Regions from separate parts of the Rattus norvegicus genome. Here region 1 is linked to region 2. Evidence: chromatin contacts called from public Hi-C data. All regions are on one chromosome and are shown on one strand. The core of a region is the stretch at or near the end of the contact, and the rest is flanking DNA. Distances in the headings are between cores, read along the strand shown. Region 1 holds the start of LOC134480470 (TINCR ubiquitin domain containing). Region 2 overlaps Ptprs (protein tyrosine phosphatase, receptor type, S).

Region 1 (2,700 bases), core at 38-2,537, 140 kb before region 2:
CAATTAAAGGCTCCCTATACAGACACTGAAGCGTGTGGGTGGTGAATGTGGGTAAGTGGGACAGTTACGGTTGCCCCCCAGCACCCTGGGAGGTGTGTTTTCCCATATAGTCTCCTACCTGTCCTTTGGGGGTAATGGGGGTCATGGTCTCACTTTGTAGATAAGGTTGGCCTCCAACTCACAGGAATCTGCCTGCCTCTGCCTTCCAAGTGCTGGAATTAAAGACTTATACCACCAAAATGTCACTTGTGCTAAATTTTAGAATGCTCAGTTTGTTTTTCTTTGCGGAGTCAAATTTAGCACCTAGACTGTTCTCTCAGCATTGCCGTTCCTGGGTGAGTGTACGTCAGAGCCCTATGACAACAGTGTCATTTCACAACACCCCTGTGGACAGGCAGAGACACTGAGGTAGGGGAGGAGGGGTTGTGGCAGGAGGTGACAGCGTTAGAGGCCACAAAGTGGCCATTGCATTGTTGCTGGTGACAAATGCTCAAAGTGTGTGTGTCAGAGGCCAAGTGCAGAGTACAAACTGCTCTATCCAGTTGCGGCAACAAGTGCAGCAGGAAAGGTAAAGATGGGCTTGCACAAGTGTGCTGGAGAGGCAGCTGGCTTTCCGGATAAGGGCTGTAAGGGTTGGGAGGCTGGGGCTCCCTTTGCTCCCCATCAGGCACTTGCTGAACCATGTGGGTGGTGAATGTGGGCAAAGGGGAATGAATGTTGAACTCTTACCCATCCCCTGAAGCCCCAGCTCCAGTGCCCACATGAATGGGATTCTTCCAGCCCAAACCCAGAAGTCTGTCTCCCCTACTTAGGCCATGACCGCAAAGGCTGGAGAAGCTATCCCTGTTCCCAACTTGATGGCCATAGAGGACAGAGGCCCAGGATTGAGGTTTCTTTGGAGCCCACAGACACAAAGCCAGTGCCGATATGGATTAGGGAGGAAGTTCCAGAGGATTAAAGAAGTGGGTGGGTGGGTTACACTGCCTTCCTTGCCACCCTTCTCTACCCTTTACTACTTCTGCTTCAAAGAAAGACCCAGCTCCACTCCTCCAACACACCAGGCTCCCCGTCCTGCCCCAGGGCCTTTGAATAGCTGCATTCTTTGCCCCAGAGCCTTTGATGTATTCTGTGTACAGGAGAAAGGTTTACCATGGAGGCTTGGGCTGGGCCAGCCAATGCTACCATCTCTGTGGGCTGCTCCTGCAGCAGGGCGTGCCTAGAAGGGGTGGAGGCTGGCAGCTGAGCTGGTCTGGCAGGTGCTGACCTGCCAGAGTCTCAGGCTGGCAATGGCCATGGAAGAGCTGCGTCGTGGGTTGTCCCGCTGGAAGCGATACCACATTAAGGTACACCTAGCCGATGAGGCATTGCTACTGCCACTGACCGTGCGGCCATGCGACACACTGAGCGACCTGCGAGCACAGCTAGTGGGCCAGGGTGTGAGCTCTTGGCGCAGAACCTTCTACTACAACTCTAGGCCGCTGCCTGACCATCAGACAGTTCGTGAGGCACGCCTGCAGGACGGCTCAGTATTGCTTCTACTCAGCGACACCAGGTGACCAGGGACCTGGGCTGGAACCTGGACTGGGACCTGGTAGGATCTTGAGCTCTGACTTGTGGAGGATGACACAGTGGGAGGGTGCTGGCTCGGGGACAAGGTGAGAAAGGCCCTTGTGACTGTGAGCTCTTCTTCTTAGCTCCATTAGCTTTGTCGATCTGCGGTGCAGGCTCCAGTGGTGGCTCTGGGGACTCTTCCTGCCTCCCTCTGTGTACCTGGCTCTGGCTCTGCATGCCTCTGTGTCCTGGTCTCTCTATCTCTCTGCACACTGTCCCCATATGTTTTTCATGTCTCCTGTGTCTCCATCTCTTTCAGTGTCTGCCCACTCACTTCGGAGGGTGGCAGGACAAACAGCCCTGGGCCACTACTGTACCCTATCCCAAGCCTGTGTGTCTACACTGTGCTCTGTGTCTCCAGTGGGGCCAAGGCTCACTTCAGCTCAACTCCTGGACTAGCTGGAAAGGCCTAGAAGCCAAGTGCTTTTGTCCTTACCTTGTCTCTTTGTGTCCACCTCTCAGGTAGGAGATGGAGCAGTGACTTTAGTGATACAGGATGCTGGCTGAGGGAGCAAACTGGGCCAGGAGGCACCATACCTCTCTTCCTGGGAGCCCAGTTGTACTCTAGGTAAGCTGGTAGAATATACAGGTGGGGAAACTGAGGGCCCATGGGGTGGCACACTAGTCTCATCCTCGTTTCCTAATGTTGGCTCAGCGCTGGTGTCCACAACTTGCTGGGTGACCTTGAGAAATTTTCTGCTGTCCTCTGGCTTCTGACTGAGCTTCTTGGGCTTAGGTCCACAAATGCCTGCGATTCCTGTAACAGGCACCAGGATGCACTGAGCAGCTATACCTGCAATTCCTGTGGTGTCCACCAGGGGATCCAAGCACTGTGGCTGCTACAGAAGAAAGGGCCTCAGGATTGTGGGCAACCACTGCACTCCCTTCCGTGCCCAGATCCAGGCTATTTGGAGAAGGGAAAAAGGGCCATTGGCTTGGAAACTGCTAATTCACAACCCTGGGTCCATGTCCCTTGCTGATCCAGGTGCTGGGCTCCCAGCTAGATGCAACTCGCCAGTCCTGCTGATTACTGCTTCTGGTGTTCCTGATGGTGACTTCCAACACGGTCGTCCAGCCTTCCATCCCCCC
Region 2 (2,939 bases), core at 313-2,812:
GGGGTTCTGTCTGACCTGCATGAGTCTTACTTGACATTGTCTTTTCTCCTCTCACCTACATCCGGTCTGGGGACAGCAAGCCTGACAGGTGAGGACTGGCCTGAGGCAGGAGGATGACGGGTGGTTGGAGCTGGGCTCATGGGACGTGGCTGCTTCAGTTCTCCAGGTGGCACACGTGTCTATACAAGGGCCTGGGATCAAGACTCAGTATGGGATTGGAATTTCGGTGAGATTGAGGCTTAGTCGGCTTGGAGCTTAATCTGGGATACAGGCTTGTCTTGAATTGTGGCCCAGTCTGGGATTGAAGCTTAGTCTATGATGAAGGATCCATCTGGATTTGGGGCTCAGCTAAGGCAGAGGACCCAGTCTGAGGTTTATGCTAGTCTCTGATCCAAGGGTCTTTGTAGGACTGAGGTTCCATAAAATTAGGGCTCAGTGTGTAAATGGCCCATTCCCTACCACATGTTTGTAGGCCCTGGGTCATGTGTCCCTGAGTGTGCACACACACACTTTGGGGCATGTGCTAACATTGGCTGTCCCCTCCCTCTCTGTCCTTGAAGCAAACGCAAGGACTCAGAGCCCCGCACCAAATGCTTATTGAACAATGCAGACCTCGCCCCCCATCACCCCAAGGACCCTGTGGAAATGCGACGTATCAACTTCCAGACGCCAGGTACGCACTGACTGGGGCCAGAAGCAGCTGGCAGGGCCTGAGGCTCAGGTTCAGGTCTGATGTATCAACATCAGGGTGAGAGACCCCAGCTACTTCAGCTGTAAGAGTCAAGACGCAGAAACTGGGAAGGGTCGGGGAGAGGCCATCACACACACACACACACACACACACACACACAACACAGCATATATGTCACGTACCACACCCACTTGGAGAACCACCCCCCCAACCCCGGCTTGGGAAGGGCAGGGATCCATGCACCATGTTTCTGAGGTGCACTGGCTGCCTCTGCTTCTCCGTCTTTGCCACAAGACACTGGGCACTATAGGGACCAGGGCTCCACAGGCCTCACTTGCTCCCATCCTCTGGCTGTACAGCAGGTGGCACTACTCCAGTCTTGCTCACCTGTTCATGTCCTTTAGCTACAGTGCCTCCATAGCCACAGCAGCTGAGCCTGCTGTCCCCATGCTCCTCTCTTCACAGGTATGCTCAGCCACCCGCCCATTCCCATCACAGACATGGCTGAACACATGGAGAGACTCAAAGCCAACGACAGCCTCAAGCTCTCCCAGGAGTATGAGGTGAGCTGAGTCTACTGTAGGACTTGCTTGATGCCCCAGCCCTGGTGACCCAGCACTACACCTCTTCCCATCATGCCTGAACCTACTCATGCCTGAACCTACTCATTCCCTGTAGTCCATCGACCCTGGCCAGCAGTTCACTTGGGAACATTCGAACCTGGAGGCCAACAAGCCAAAGAACCGATACGCCAATGTCATCGCCTATGACCATTCACGAGTCATCCTGCAGCCTTTAGAAGGTAGCAGGGATCTGGGCTGCATGGGTGTGGTGGGTGCTGTTTAGGCAGCACTGATCCTCAAGGGTCAGGTCAGCTCTGCGTTGCTATGGTTTATGGGAGAGGTGCCACAGTAGCTGCAGTGTGGCAGGGTTGGCTGACTGCCACAGTGGGCCCAGTAGAGAGAGATCTGGCCCCAGATGGCTGCAACAGAGCCAAAGGGCCATTCATACAGTGGCCATAGGGCGTGTGTCAGAGGACAAGTTGGACAACCCCACAGAACTGTCTTTGACCTCCTGCCTGGCTACAGGCATCATGGGTAGTGATTACATCAATGCCAACTATGTGGACGGCTATCGGCGGCAGAACGCATACATCGCCACGCAGGGGCCCCTGCCTGAGACCTTTGGGGACTTCTGGCGGATGGTGTGGGAGCAGCGGTCAGCCACTGTGGTCATGATGACACGGCTGGAGGAGAAATCACGGGTGAGGCGCTATGGGCAAGGCTTGGCCCTGAGGCTTCCAAGGTGCTGCCTGACCTTCCTGAGCTCATGTCCCTCTCATCCCACAGGTCAAATGTGACCAGTACTGGCCTAACCGAGGCACCGAGACATACGGCTTCATCCAGGTCACCCTACTAGATACTATGGAGCTGGCCACCTTCTGTGTCAGGACCTTTTCTCTACACAAGGTGTGGTCTGGATGGGGACGCATTGTATAGAGTAAACATGTGCTGGGCTGACCGCACTCCTGGGGGCCCACTTGAGGGCTGGAGGAATCAAAGCTCAGAGTTAGCCCGGCATGAGCAGCCATGGTGGGAACAAGGTCAGCACAGGACCCAGTTTGGCTACCTGCCGCACTCTGGCCCCCATGAGCGGTTTCTGTGCTACAGGCAGCACGTCTGTAACCACGTCTGTAACCACGTCTGTAACGTGGTCCTGCCCACTCTTGGTATTTTTGTCTCTGAACTGGCCGGACTCTGCCATCTGAAAGTTATCCCATCCTGCTGGGGAGGGACAAGGTCACCCTGTGCAGACTGATGTCCCCTCCCTCTCTGTCCTTGAAGCAAACATCTTCATCTGCAGTACATCTTGCTGTGTGGCTGTGTCTGTCTGTCCCAAGTTCTGACTGCAAGAAGCCTCCTGCATGTTCCTTACAGTTCCTTACAGGGGGAGGAGGGATGCATAGGGCCCTAGACACCTCCTACAGGTGAATGGGCCTATGGCAGGAGGGCGCAGTCACACATGGAAACATCCTGACTGTGCTGCCCATTGCCATGGCGCAGACACAGCACCCTGCCTTTGTGGAGTGACTCTCGTGGTGGTAGAGCACAGAAGGAAATGGGCATGGAAGTGGGCAGCAGGCAAGAGAGGGGCCAACATGGCACCTAGAATTGGAGGAGTGAGCAGAGGGGACAATTAGGCTGGGCTGCTGAGAGCAGAGGGAGGTGGTCCTTGGAGGAGCTGCAAG

The links. Hi-C and Micro-C count contacts between places; a contact is called where the count stands out from the background.
Region 1: a Hi-C map of Schwann cells shows a contact between it and region 2, with 3 times the contacts expected there. The contact joins the promoter of LOC134480470 here to the enhancer-like site in region 2. A contact is called at or near these places in 7 of 12 Hi-C or Micro-C datasets (Schwann cells, frontal cortex, kidney and 3 more) and 1 of 1 datasets of contacts at active chromatin or transcription factors (oligodendrocytes).

Annotation. Positions count from the first base shown.
Region 1 is chr9:1,475,626-1,478,325 of GRCr8, reverse strand. LOC134480470 (TINCR ubiquitin domain containing) reads left to right here and starts at 1,287. Exons shown (of 1, transcript XM_063267958.1): 1 at 1,287-1,556. The coding sequence starts at 1,287. The coding sequence ends at 1,556. Tincr (TINCR ubiquitin domain containing) reads left to right here and starts at 1,856. Exons shown (of 2, transcript NR_130129.1): 1 at 1,856-2,179; 2 at 2,597-2,700.
Region 2 is chr9:1,338,209-1,341,147 of GRCr8, reverse strand. Ptprs (protein tyrosine phosphatase, receptor type, S) reads left to right here. Exons shown (of 34, transcript NM_019140.3): 21 at 77-88; 22 at 561-673; 23 at 1,157-1,254; 24 at 1,370-1,493; 25 at 1,780-1,955; 26 at 2,041-2,160. Among named protein-coding and RNA genes, the nearest start is that of Trnak-cuu11, 41 kb to the right of the region's middle. Within about 2 kb of position 1,562, at least 10 of the 93 cell types and tissues checked have an H3K27ac peak or open chromatin away from gene starts, as enhancers often do. A contact at or near this core is called in Schwann cells, where this site is marked.